2 separate regions of the Arachis hypogaea genome follow, and region 2 is linked to region 1. A link is a contact called in public Hi-C data. All regions are on one chromosome and are shown on one strand. The core of a region is the stretch at or near the end of the contact, and the rest is flanking DNA. Distances in the headings are between cores, read along the strand shown.

The links. Hi-C and Micro-C count contacts between places; a contact is called where the count stands out from the background.
Region 2: a contact with region 1 is called in a Hi-C map of an unstated tissue, with 4 times the contacts expected there. The contact joins the promoter of LOC112733205 here to the enhancer-like site in region 1. A contact is called at or near these places in 4 of 8 Hi-C or Micro-C datasets (leaf and an unstated tissue).

Annotation. Positions count from the first base shown.
Region 1 is chr13:28,102,111-28,106,445 of arahy.Tifrunner.gnm2.J5K5, forward strand. No RefSeq gene overlaps it. Among protein-coding and RNA genes, the nearest start is that of LOC112733195, 16 kb to the left of the region's middle. Within about 2 kb of position 1,836, at least 3 of the 3 cell types and tissues checked have open chromatin away from gene starts, as enhancers often do.
Region 2 is chr13:28,395,181-28,399,364 of arahy.Tifrunner.gnm2.J5K5, forward strand. It overlaps LOC112733205 (protein MAIN-LIKE 1-like), which reads right to left and starts at 1,389. Exons shown (of 5, transcript XM_025782082.1): 1 at 1,351-1,389; 2 at 1,196-1,258; 3 at 591-1,114; 4 at 386-473; 5 at 168-293. The coding sequence starts at 1,389. The coding sequence ends at 168.

The DNA.
Region 1 (4,335 bases), core at 586-3,085:
ATATTTAAAATGTAGTAGTGATAAAAAAAATAAAGTATAAAAAAATTATGAATTACTACACAAAATGTGTACAAGCCAATCAATCAATCATCAAAGTTTATAAATAAAAATAAGAAGACAAAAAATCCACAAAATAGAGCTGTTATTAGGTGACTTATAATTTCAATATATACCTCATCTCTAAAATTTGAATGATCAAAATGAAGAATCAAGTGCCCTAAACACTCTTTTCAAATTTGAGCTCAATTAAATACTAACAAATCTGTAGTAGCCAATTTACAGTGATGACTTTGTGTATGTATATAATAGCTTTCTCTTTTTTCTTCTTTGAAGTGATTAGTTGGTTTTACTAATTAGACCTTTCTCACTTAACCCTAATGTAATCTCATCCATTCACTCTCAACTTAAAGTAATTATGGACTTGGATGCCAACACTTGTGTTCTTTCTTCACATATAAAGGGAGCCCAAAAGCCAACAAATCTTCTCATCACGACTCTCTGGAGGTAACTTTCAATCCATTGATTAAGCAACAAGTTCAATTAGGTTTAAGACAACTCATACATTCCATTTAGCTATATCAAAGTCTCCTTTGTTACATAGGATGCTCTGTTAGTCACGTCATGCTTTTCTATTAACGAAGCAGGTCTCTAATTACGCTGGACATTTTTGACACACTTTTAAATTTTTTGATAGTATTTTTGTTGATAACAAAAATTGAAAATATTTTTGGTAACGCCAAGACAATAAGTACATTTTCGGTAGTTCATCTTTTTGTTTTCTTACACAACATACACACAGTCACTCACACACACTATTACCGATTCTATATTCCACTTTCTGAGTTTAACGCAAGATTTGAACCTGGTATAGCTTTCTTGGTGGCCAATAAATTATCCACTATGCCATTGCCTCAGCTGCCATCATGATTTAAACAGTCAACACTTAGTTTGACCTCTAAAATTTGAAGTCGAATTTAAATTGACTTCTTAAAATTTTAATTGACTTAAATTGAACTCCTTAAATTTACAATGGTAACCTGCATTAGTCCCTGAACTCATATATGTTAACATCATGCTAATTTAACATATTAATTTGTCATTTTGAATAAAACAAAAGATTTTTTTTTTGTATTGGTGCCCACTCTTCAATGAAATAATGTGATTTTATACGAAACTTTTATTTCTCATCTAGTAATGATCATAAAACAAGATGCTTTTAAAACCATTCATATGATACTAAGTCATTTCGTTAAAGATTAGGCGCTAATATAAAATGGCATCATTTTATTTTTATCCAGCATGACAAGTTAACATGTCAAATCAACACGCTATTAATAAAGATCAGTTCAAAAGCTAATACAAGTTATGATTGTAAATTTGAGAGTCCAATTTAGGTTAATTAAAATTTTAGGGATCAATTTGAGTATTAACTCGTATCTAAAACATATGAGTCACACATGCAATAACGCATAGACTAAACTGCCTAACCTGTAAACCTGATGACCGGATACAAAGACAGACTATCGTTTTGTTTCTTGATCTTGAAAGGCACTTTCTCGTTTTGTTACCCTTTCATCCTCTTTCCTTTTCATTTTTCTTTTCTCTAAACGCCCATTTTAAGGTTCTTTAGATCCATGACCAAAAACTTTAAGGTTCACGGATCCCTTTCTCGGCCTTTCTACACACATTTTGGTCAATACTTGGATTAAGGGCCCATTTTTCTACTTACCATTCTCTCGTAGTACGGGGAAGAAGTACACTTTAAAGTACACCTAATTTCCTGACAAAAAACAATACACCTAATCAGACCTGACAAAAAAAGTACACCTAAGTAGGGTGTGTAACCAACTGAATAGTTGGCCCATTATAGGAGCCCAAATTGATCAGAGTCAAACACAACGGTCTATAATTCGAACCAAAATAATTATTCCACAATTCCATAATCCGTAGCTGGTTTGACGATCCCCAATTCCCAAATCCCAATAATTGTAAAACAAAACAAAACTGAGCATTCTGGTGGTTTACGATCTTAGACATGTATGTACATTATGGTATGAGAAAAAAAATACTTACCAATTTAACAAATCCCATGTTAGTTGATTTTGTTATCACCGCATTAAGAACGACATGCAAGTAGACATTTCAAAACATTCATTACAAAATTTTAAAATGTACATATATTGCCGAAATATACAATAAATTATTACGTTTTCGGTGGGTACCAAATAAAAGACTTGTTTCTTCTACTTGGGGGCGTTAGAACAGTTAGGCAAATAAGCTAGCCCTGGGTACTTTTCATATAGAAGGCGAGCTTGTTGCGATGATAAAAAAAATTAATTATTTAATCAATGATTGCTCAATGACCTTGACATTTAATTAATGCATATTAGAAAGTGAGGGAAGAAAAATGTGAATCATTATGATTGGTAGTTATTAAATTAAAATAATACAAGGAATTCTTAGGGTCATTCTGGTAGGTGCTTTCCAGATAAAATTTATCTATATGGATGTTGAATTTTTTTTGTACTTTTGCTTTATTTTATTATCCGTTATCCTAAATGTTATGTATATATGGTAATTTGTTATTGGTTTTCTTCTCCTTTTAAAGACGCTACTAATAGCGTGATGGAGAGGAACATGTTTTGTTTGATAATAATTTCTTTTTTCCCGCTTGCTCTTATAGCAAGTTTACGTAGAATAAGGATATAGTTTTTATGGTATTTATTTATCGGAAATATTTGGTAACTAAAGAAAATTAGACAAAAATAGTCATAAGTTATCTTATTTAGTATTTATTAAGACAATTAATGAATACTAAATAAGACAAATTTTAGCTGTTTTTTTTTGTCTCCCTAGCATTTAATAAATGTAAGACAATTTCAATCATTTTAATTCATTTTTAGTTTTGAATAATATCATAGATTTTGACTTATGTAGGTTAAAAAAATTAGGTGTATATTATAATACCTATTATTACGGTAGTTATAATGATTGGCAACACTTAAAATTAAATGTGCTGCTACAATTAAAATACAGTAATGCTAGAAAGGCAAAAAATAGTTGAAACTTATTTTATTTAGTATTTATTAATTGTTGTAATAATTAATAAATATTAAATAAGACAATTTATAACTTTTTTTTTGTTAATTTTTTTTGGTTATTAAATATTTTTATTACAATAATATTTTTTATTATATAATAATATTTTTTAATTTAAAAAATTTAGTCACATAACTACCATAATTATAAATACCATAAAATCCAGCTAAAAAATATATACATATTTTTCTTTATATTGCGGAATTATATAAGAGGAGTGCTAGGGGCCAGCAACTTTTGTGATTTGTAACCATCAAATAGCTATCAATCATGATTTTAATGGTGTGAAATTTCATCCAATGATTCACTTTTCTTTGCTGATTACATGCTGGCCAAAATTTGAAAAAGTTGCTGGTCCCTAGACTTTTCTATTATATAATTAAATGTCTAGATAAAACGTTTTCGTTTGATGATAAGTTGTTTGGAGAACTTTGACAAAAGCTTTTCTCTTTTAACTAGACTAAGTTAAATGGGGACTGATGTGAACACTTCAACAGCCAAGAGAAACAATAATTATGTGCATAATTATATATATGAAGAACAATTCAACACTACATTATTAATTACTAGACGATTGAAGATTCAATTTTTTTTTTCTCAATACGATTTAGTATAAATTATAATCCAATGTAGGTATTAGGGTGGTTGCTGTCTTAAAGTAGAATATGCCTCAACAACAAACAGAAATTGAGCATATTTTTTCTGCTATCACCGGTGGGTATGACACATTGAAAGCACCATAATCAATATAAAACGCCGACCAAGTTGAATAAAATCCAATGGAAGGAAACAAACATAAATCACATAAATCTCTGTCATCAGCCACTGCACATTTTCAAATTTAAATTAAAATTTTCTTAATCTTGTATTTTGTCCCCTCTTCATCATTGACTCAAAAATAAAACATAAAAATAAAAAATATATATATAAAATGATAATTATTTTTATATTAGAACAAGAAAAGAACAAGGAGTGGGAATACTAAAACATTGCAGATATACGGTTGGAGATGCTCTAATTAGTTGAATATATATAATCTTTTAAAAACACATTCTCCTTTTTTATTATCCATTCAAAGGGTAGCACAAAATTCAACGCAAAATTAATAATATCATAAGCAAGACATAACCAGATGGCGTTTGTGGGACTAATAATTTGGGTACAAGATACTCGTATCTTTAAGCCCATTATTATTGCATATATATTATTTATGGAGGTAAATGCTTCTATGAAAAA
Region 2 (4,184 bases), core at 139-2,638, 290 kb after region 1:
ACGGTCTCCGCACGGGACTCCCAATAGAGATGCCACTTCTGCAAATGGTACGGGAACCATCTATCACCACCTCTGCCATCCTTTGACATCAGAAAGTCGATGTTCAGGGCGGGACCCGGACGGGGCTGCACCCCTCCGAACTGCGGAAGCACCCTATCTATCTGATGCTACTCTATGACGGCAAAGTAGATCAGCGACGTCATAGACCGCCACAACGCCATATGCCGAGGCTCCAGTGCCTCTGGATGCACAACCTGAAGTACGTCGGGGCTGCTGTACGGCATCCAGATAAACTGCACGGAGAACCCTCCATTGTCAGGACAAGTCATAGACACAACTCATAAAGTGTGGTTAAATAATGAAACTGTTTAAGTTGCATACTCACCTCCCTGTCCTGTAACCGGTCTATCCTCAACCTCCACATCTGCATTCTCGGACCCTTCTCGCTACCGGAAGGGTTGTAACCTGACCACCTGCATCATACATGTGTCTTATGGCAACCTAAATGTGTGTTTTCGGTATGTAATACATTATTAATCAACATGGAGTTATGCAAATTAAATTGAAATAGAGAAGGCTGAGTATAGTACCTCGAGGCCAACGGCCAGCTGAATGTCTCATACCCTGCAGGCCTAAACAGAGAAAATCGCCAGAAGATCCAAGACTGAAGTAGCTGAAGTGGGCCCGCTAACTTAACCACATGTCTGTTCGCCACTCGGCACATGCACCGGTACAACCATGCCAGTGCCGCAGAACCCCAGCTATAGGTACCCATCTCCTCCAGCCTAGCAACGTAGGGAAGCCATCTGATGTGAACGCGGTTGCCCGACTTGTCCGCAAACAGCTGCGTACCCAACAACATCATGATGTACGCACGGGCATATCTCCGCACAGTCTCGTCATCGGCTCCCTCGGGGCACTCACCAAAGGTCTCCTGGAACCAGCTACAGTTCACTGCGTACTTCTGAACCTGACTGGGAGGAGGAGTCACTCCAAGCAACTCCTGAAACCACACCCAGGCTGGACGGCCACCCTGGATGTATATCTGGAACTCTGACAGGCAACCACTCACGTAATGCCCGTCCACCGGCAAACCCAACTGGTATGCAATATCCTGAAGTGTGATCGTGCACTCTCCGAACGGCATATGAAACGTGTGCGTCTCCAGACGCCAGCGCTCCACGAATGCACTGACTAGGGCCTCGTCTAACCGGAACCATCTGTCGTTCAGCCTTACAAGATGGTATAGTCCGGCCATCTGCAAGTACAGAACGTATCTGTCATCCAGTCGCATGCCCTGCTGCCGCCGCATGCTCCTGATGCATCGCTGAGGCTGCGCATCACAAGCACCGCTTTGTTAGAACCAGCTTCGTAATCAATGACAAACATAACCAACACGATAAATCATCAACAAAACATCATACTAAATCAATCCACATAAATATCCATGAATGACTACCACATGCAAAACAACTACCATATACCACCCCCCCTAAACCACTAAAATAAAACATCTTAACTAGAACCACTAACGTAAAACAGCTTCACTAAAACCATTAACAAGAAAATAGCTAACATTAAACCACTAACAAAAACCACTAAAATAAAACAACTAACACAAACCACTAACATAAAACAACTAACACAAACCACTAAAATAAAACAACTAACACAAACCACTAACATAAAACAACTAACATAAACCGCCAACATAAAAAAACCAACATAAACCACTAAAACCAAATGCAAAACCACTTAGTCACATAAACCGCTAGCACGAACTTATTTCTGTACTAACCTCGTCGTTGATGACCCCAGCTATATGAGCAACTCCGTCCAAGCGATATAACCTTGCCGGATCGTCCCCCATCAGCAGAGTATTCCGTTCAGGTCTTCGTCGGAGAGAATCTGGGTCGTTTTCTCTGGGATTTGGTGGGGCAGGGGAAATGAATAATGGTTCGAATGAGGCTGATTCGAACTCCTTATATAGCCGAATCACGAGTAATTCGAACCAGGTCGGTTCGAATTACTAAGGAGCCACTTCAAGGGTAATTCGAATCAGATTGGTTCGAATTACATGGGTTGCTTTCGAGTGTGTAATTCGAACTAGCCCTGTTCGAATTACATGGGATTAGAGTTCAAACCTACATGGTTCGAATTACATGCAACCTTTTTTCAGCCTAATTCGAACCACTCTGGTTCGAATTATTAACGATTGTAGTTCGAACCATGCTGGTTCGAATTACATTAAGATAGTGTTTGGCTCATTGCTAAAACGATTTTGACTTTGGCTTATTTACGTAACTTAAATCTTGCCTTGGCTTATTAGGGTGTTTTGCCCTAAAACAAATATATATCCCGCCTCTATAAAAAGATATATATACTTTCGTTGTGTGTATATATAAGAAAAAAATGTGATGGTTGATCATTGGTCGTTAGATCCATTAGTTGCTTAATTAGGATTATAAATAAGAGCATTAGCCATTATAATCATCATTAGAGTTAGTGAATATTACTCGATCATATAGTTTGATTTTTCGCACTAAAAAGTTAATTAAGAGAAATTATATACATGGATGATAATATAGAACAGCGGAGACGAGATATGATCTCTCATACCCGCCCCACGTCCTAAAACTTTTTTCCATCTCGATCTCTATTTTCCGTGACAATGAAATATTCTTCCGGATCTCGATTTTTTGTTAAAAAATACAATTAGGGATGGAAACGGAGCAGGGAATAAAAATAGGATTGGTAATGGATAGAGTATAATAGAATTTTGACTTTACTTTAATTCTATTTACGAGTTAAAAATTTTATTAAAACTTTATCATATTCTATTTGTGGGTTGAGAATCTCTCAATCTTAATCCTACCCACGTCTTAAAGTTTTAAATTCTATCCTACTCTATCCTACCCGTAGAAATATCAATTTTTTTCTAAGCAAATATAAAATTTAATCATTCTAAATTTCATACATATTAATAAAATAAAAAATAAAAAATTAATGCTCTAAATTACTAAATTAACTAACTAGTTTAGTGATTGTCCATTTATTGCAAGTCATTACATAAGAGAGGTTTGGGATTTAACTTTTATATATTTCTTTCACTATATATCTATTTTTTATAAAATGTGGGTTATATATAGGGTGCGGGTAGGGTATAGGATAGGGTACACTCTAAACACGTACCCTACCCTACCTGCAGGCATACCCGGATCGATCTCTACCCTACTCGCAGCGAGTCGGGTAGCCTGCCCTACCCAAACAGATTGGGCCGGGTTGGGTACCCGCGGTAGGGTATGTATTACCAGTCCTAGATCGGGGATGTCTCCCTACTTCCCATTTCCGTCCCCAGATTTGCTCTCTGTCTCTGCCCGGATTCTCGCCGTGGAAATTTTTTTCCATCTCTATTTTTTGTGGGGCCCTATTTCCCATCTTTTCGATAGTTCTGACTAATTATTATTTTTTATAGGAATAGAGTTGCAAGTATCTATTCTATACAAAAATAGCAAAATTTTTTACAAAAATGCTAAACATAAGACGACGACTTCTTTCAAATTGATGCGGTGGGAGAACGCAACAATGAGGTAGAGCACCGAGCAGTGGAAGAGGTGGGAGACTTGGCAGCGGAGAGAAGAATAGATACGACGGCGGAGTTGCGGAGAAGATAACGGACACACCCTCGAAGAAGAAAAAGAATGTCGCGAACAGAGAGAACGACGCAGTGAAGGTTGACAGCGCGATAAGGGCTGACCGTGCGGTGAACAAGGAGAGTGGTGAGAGAGGTGACTGCAAAGAGGTTGGATGAAGTCTGGACGACACTAGAGATCTTTGAATTGAAGAAGGGTTATGCAAATGAGAATTAGGAATTTAAGATTTCTCTGTCTATGTATATAGCATATGAAATGACTAAAAATATATATGAGAAATAAACTATTAAGGACAATTAAATAAATTTATAAATTTCGAAGATCAATGGGGATGGGACAGAGATCTCCGCTTGGGTCTCGTGCCTGCCTTGAAAAAATTTTGCCCGCCGTCTTTGTCTCTATAAAAAAACTTTTTCACAGTCAAATCCCTATTCAGGGCGGTCTCCACAAAAATTTCAATGTCTCGAAGAATTATGTCATTTCTAAATACGGTTTTAATTTATGTATTTTTATAAAAACACATTAATTATT